Linked DNA regions of Mus musculus: region 2 is linked to region 1. The links are chromatin contacts, called in public Hi-C maps. All regions are on one chromosome and are shown on one strand. The core of a region is the stretch at or near the end of the contact, and the rest is flanking DNA. Distances in the headings are between cores, read along the strand shown.

The links. A called contact is a pair of places that touch in the nucleus more often than the background predicts.
Region 2: a Hi-C map of cortical neurons shows a contact between it and region 1, with 4 times the contacts expected there. The contact joins two enhancer-like sites. A contact is called at or near these places in 2 of 484 Hi-C or Micro-C datasets (both in cortical neurons) and 1 of 115 datasets of contacts at active chromatin or transcription factors (astrocytes).

Annotation. Positions count from the first base shown.
Region 1 is chr14:77,579,725-77,582,424 of GRCm38.p6, forward strand. Enox1 (ecto-NOX disulfide-thiol exchanger 1) reads left to right here. Exons shown (of 19, transcript NM_172813.3): 10 at 2,672-2,700. Among named protein-coding and RNA genes, the nearest start is that of Gm52115, 16 kb to the right of the region's middle. Within about 2 kb of position 1,352, at least 61 of the 459 cell types and tissues checked have an H3K27ac peak or open chromatin away from gene starts, as enhancers often do. A contact at or near this core is called in cortical neurons, where this site is marked.
Region 2 is chr14:78,468,106-78,470,805 of GRCm38.p6, forward strand. No RefSeq gene overlaps it. Among named protein-coding and RNA genes, the nearest start is that of Akap11, 67 kb to the right of the region's middle. Within about 2 kb of position 1,251, at least 9 of the 459 cell types and tissues checked have an H3K27ac peak or open chromatin away from gene starts, as enhancers often do. A contact at or near this core is called in cortical neurons, where this site is marked.

The DNA.
Region 1 (2,700 bases), core at 102-2,601:
GTGCTGCCTTCAGCTTTCTGGGTTTCTATAGGAAAAGTCTGACTAGGTGCACGGAAGCCTCAGTCAAACCAAAGGACACCGAGGCTAATGTTACCGTGGTACTTTGGAAGTATTTAGTTTTAGGTTACCCTCCCTGCCCTTTGCTGCTCCTCCAGCGACATTAGTGCCATCTGCCACCCTGCAGACTGCCTACCTAACTCAGAGCAAAGGTAACCCCCCCCCCCTGGGGTGGGAAAGAATCAAGTGAAACCTGGGCTCCACCCCCAGGTTTTCCTGATGTCTGCAGCCAGTCTCCATTGCCTTTCATTCTGTGTGAACCCCTGACAGGTTGAGGTTATCCCAGTACCTCAGAGACCTTGCCCAAGACGGGGATCCAGAGAATGTTAAATCCCTTACTGTACTTAAGCTCTCAACGAGAAACATAAAGTCTGGACATTCCACAGTGGAAATGAATAAAGATATTTTACCACACGCACAGTGGCACCCATCTCCTGGAGAGAGGAGGGCGTGGCTTTCCATCTCCCTAACCCAGATAAATTGTCATACTACTTCCACCTGTGGGTGGAATAGTCGGTTTACCAGCAGGACTCCTAGGTGAGGTCGATCACGTGTGTATGAAGCACACTGTGGGGATCTCTGAGTGTCAGACTGTTCTTAACAAAACAAACCCGGTCAGGATAAAGGACAGATGGTTCTTTCTGTCAGTGCCTGCCTGGAAATCTGGGTTCTTAGTCACTATAGTCAATCAAACTATTACTCAATGCTAAGACACTAACTTCACCCTGCGTGACTGAAGAATCGAGTAGGCGAATGTCCTTTAAAACACTAACACAAGCCAACTTTAAGACCAAACAGAAAACTTCGAAGACGCTAACAAAGATGAACAGTGCCAAATATATAGACATATGGAGGGAAATAGAGACTAGACAAACTCTGACGCTTCTTGGTAGCTCTTTTGAATCGGGAGGAAACACAGGCTCCACCCACTTCAAGCCTTTCACTGCCTCAGTGCAGAGAAGTCTCCAGCTTTGCTAGGGTGGTCTCTGCAGCTGAGACAGTCTGAAACCCAAGCTGTTGGGGGAAGGGACAGGAAGGAGAGAAGGTTACCACCACCACCACCCCTGTAATCTCCAGCAAGCCCAGCTGGAAAGCCTAATTTTAGGAGCACTTTCACATTTGAGGGCCAGGCTAAGTTTAGCCTCAGCCTCATCAGAGTCTTTTAATGCTGTAATGATGAAGCTCTGATGAAAGAGGACCAGAAAGGTTTTAGAGAGCCGGTTCTCTGGAATATGAGCAGAGAAAGTTGTTCCGACCAACTCAGACAGCTGGCCAGGACACAGCCTGCTGACGTCACTTTCCACAGCCCACCACCAAGTCAGCACTAATTCTGTTCACGTGTGGGCGGCTGTTTGCACCCAAGATGGGTACTGTTTTGTTTCCACCATCCTGTTGAAACCTGGAAGAGAGTTCAGTCTGATGAGATCTGTAGCAAGCACATTTGTAACTTTTTAAAAAGTGTAAAGTGCCCTGCTGGGGGAAAAGCCAGCTTCCATGGGGATTTGTGACTGGGCTTTAACTCAAATCCTACTGGGTAAGGATTGAAATGGTCCAGGACAAGGTGCAGGCAGCACAGCACAGCCTAGCTCTTCCCAAGTGCAGCTCATCTGCAAATCCCTTGCAAAGCAGAGGTGCTTATTTTTGCTCCCTTTCTCTAGCAGCCCCCCCTCCCAGATATGCTCCTGCTAAGACCTGAATTGATGTTGTGAAAATCTGAGTACTCCAAACTGAAGAATCAATCACCGTGCTGTGCTTTCAATTCTTCTAAATTTGAAGTTAGGCTGGCTGGCAGCATCCAGTCCTGTGTTGACCCCTCACGACCTCTCTCCCCCCTCATCCCCAATCACTATAAGATAGGTAGTGCTCAGTAAGTCCTCCCTTCCCCCTAAAGGTTCCCCCCTCCCCCCCTTTTCCTTTCTGGCCTAACTTTGGGCCCTTGCACAAGCCTATTGTGGCCTTCAAAGACTGCACAGATAATTTGTGTGGTCGTGCAGGCTGGATGAGGTACTGTGGGGCCTCTTGATTGAAGGTAACATATTCTCCCGCATGCCCCAGAGGATAAGTGGGAATAAAACAACATTGCAAAATTGCCTGGGTAATTGTGGCTTTGGTAGCGGCAGAGAAAAAAACCAGAGCGGCAGTGTTTGCTAGGGGAATGAGCAATAGGCTCCGAGTAAAGTTCTGAAATTTACTTTCCGGGCCCCTTCAAATATCATGGATGTTCTGTATTTACTCATACCCTGCCTCTTTGAAAAAGAATTTTTAAGAGTGCACATGCAATAGAGTTATAGAACATTGAAAACAAAAAGCAAGACAGACCCCCCCCCGACCCCCCCCCCAAGCCAAAGGGAGGAAGGCGTGGCCAGGATTTAGTGCTCGGTTAATGGTGCAACAGGAGCACTGTGAGGGTCCCTCTGGGAAAGTAACGTGGGGGGGGGGGGGAAGGGAGGTATATTTACCTCCACATCTGTGCTTAATGATTAAGTCTTTAAAAGGATACCTGCTTCCCATCCCCCAGAGACAAAAAGGTATCTTCTCTCCTGAGGCACAGTTGCTTAGCTTGTGGGAAATGTGTCCCCTGACTGGAGGTGACCTGGCTTTCCACTGCTTCTAGGTTACAGAATGCGATTAGGGTCGAGCACG
Region 2 (2,700 bases), core at 1-2,500, 890 kb after region 1:
CGCCTCCAAAACCAGATAGACTAGGCATTCCTGAGCTCCAGGAAATCTCGTAATAACAAAAGGTAAGCTTGTCTACAGCTTCACCTTTCACATACATGGTGTGTGTGTATAGGTTGGTGTGGCACTTTGTATATGCTTGGCCCAGGGAATGGCACTACTAGTAGTAGGTGTGGCCTTGTTGGAGTCACTGTGTCACTGTTAGTGTGGGCTTTAAGACGCTCATCCTAGCTGCCTGGAAGCCAGTATTCTGCTAGCAGCCTTCAGATGTAGATATAGAATTCTCAGCTCCTCCTATACCATGTCTGCCTGGATGTTGCCATGTTCCTGCCTTGATGATAATGGACTGAACCTCTGAACCTGTAAGCTAGCTTCAATTAAATGTCCTTATAAGAGTTGCCTTGGTCATGGTGTCTAGCAGTAAAACCCTAACTAAGACATTAGGGAAGATAACTACATAATCAGCATCTAAAATTTGTTATTAGCAAGAGTGGGGGTTGTGTTTTGTAATGTTTTGTGGGGTTTGGGGTGGGGAGCAAGTATGGAGATTGGTTTGGGGGCCATGGCTTTGAAGCACATTAAGGAGCTGGACTCATAAGAGTGTGTCTGTCCTTAGGTAAGAATTGTTCTTGCTGAATGAGTAGAATCTGGAAGGAGAGAGAGAGGAAGGGGAAGTGGGAGAAGGTCAGAAGAGAGGGACTCTGGGAAGGCTGGCAAGTTTCTCACACCCAAATGGATCCCTTAAGGGGCCTGGAAGGAGTCCCCACCCCATCCTATGGCCCCTGGGTGTTTCCAACTAACCTTCTCAAAGAACAGAGACCCTTCTGGGAATGGTCTAGCCGACACTCAGGTGCTTCCAGTCACTGCAAGGAGGGTGCTAGAGCCTGGCCATGGGTGAATGCGTGAGTCAAACTTTCCTGGAGAATAAAACCTGCAGGCCATGAAGGAGTATCCCACATGACCTCTGTGAATTTGAGTAGAAGAAAAGGGTGAGGGGTTATGGTCCAATCAGGATGAGCCTCCCAGAGGCAGGGAGTAAAGGTAACTACAAGGTCAGCGCTAGCTGGCCAGGAGCCTAGAGCGCCTTGGGAAAGGGACAGGAAAGTACCTCCTCAGTGGGGGAGCAGGGGGGCAGGCCTGCCGAGGAACTAGCAAGGGAAAATGTAAGCTGAGTAGTGAGGCCACAAAAGACACCCAGGAGAGGCAGGAGAGGGTACAGCTCCAGGGCGAGCACTCATCCTGGAAGTTGGGCTGCTGGCTCCGCCTAGCGCTTTGTTCAAATTCAGAGGAGCAAAGATCTCTTTCCAGTCTCCATCCATTTTACCACTGCTCCCTTCATGTTTGGTTGCTTTGTTTGATTTACCCAGCAAGGCTTCCAGTCCAATTATTGTTCCACACCTTGGGAAGCTTTAGGGATATGGAGGGAGAAACCACCTGTGTGGAAACCACAGAGTTCTCATGAAGATTCCACACAGACAGATAAGCACACACGAACAGCCGGAATTGCTCTGTCAGGGTCCAGGGAGTTTTCAACACAGATTTTTGTCAGATGCAGTTCTTTTCCCTTCAGGAACAAAATGACAAATCCTTCCCAGGTGGCAGCAAGAAAATTAAAAGTACAAGCCATCTGTACTCTTGTTTCAGATGGAAAAAAAAAAAAAGACAAAAAAAATCACATTTCTTATGAATCTCTGCCATAAATTCAAACCCATTGGCAGCTGTGGAAAAGCCCAATGAGTCACTTCGGCACCCTAGCCCCTGACAAAAATAATAATTCCCACCGCCATGCTAAGAGGACCCATGCTCCAGAACACCACAGAGTGTGCCAAGAACCATACCTAGAACTCGGCTGCTGTTGACGTGTAGAAAGTTCTTATATTTCCTCTGGAGGAGTAAGAGAGGGTGTGTGAAGCAGGAGGAATGGCAGTAGTGGAGAAGAGAAAGACTAATCAAGCCAGCGACCTGAGCCGGGAGTCTCCATTGCCATCGCCAGCAGCTGAGCCTGTGCCACAAGAAGTTGTCCAGTGCTTTAAGAATGTCTGAAAAGCAAAGTGTGGTGCGATTGGTCGGAACACTGCCAGATGCCTTCTGAAAGCTGAACATCTGTTGGGCTATGGCAGAAGAGCCAAGGCAAGCATGGAACCAAGGAAGAGCCAAGATAAGCAACAACTATTACCTTCCTGCTGTGGGGAGTGCAGTGCATTTCGACACCATCTAAAGTAATCGGTAAGTGCTCAAAATGGCTTCCGAGTGGACCTTCGAGAGTCACTGTCAACACAGCACACATGTGTTGCAGGATATTTGATCACACTGTGAACTTCAAGATTGTGTTACTTACTGAAAAAACAAACAAACAAACAAAAAAGCCTGTTTCTAGTTGTGGTGTGACTCAGCCCTTGGCACACACCTTTAATCCCAAACAATGAAGATAAGGTTAGTTTGTAGAAGGAAGCAGCCATGTTTGAAGGTTCTGTCTAAATGACTGGCAGAAAAGCTGATGAATCAGAGAAAGATTTGACAGAACAGGATCTGCCCAACTCTGATGAGAACCGAAAGAGAGAAGCTACCTAAGAGACAGCAATGTGGAGAGAAAGGGGAAAGAGGAGGCAGTTTGACCAGGAGAGTTTTACAGAGACAGGTTGAAGAGAGAACAAGCTAGACACAGGTGAAGACAGAAGGAGCCAGAGAAGGAGAAGGAGCCAG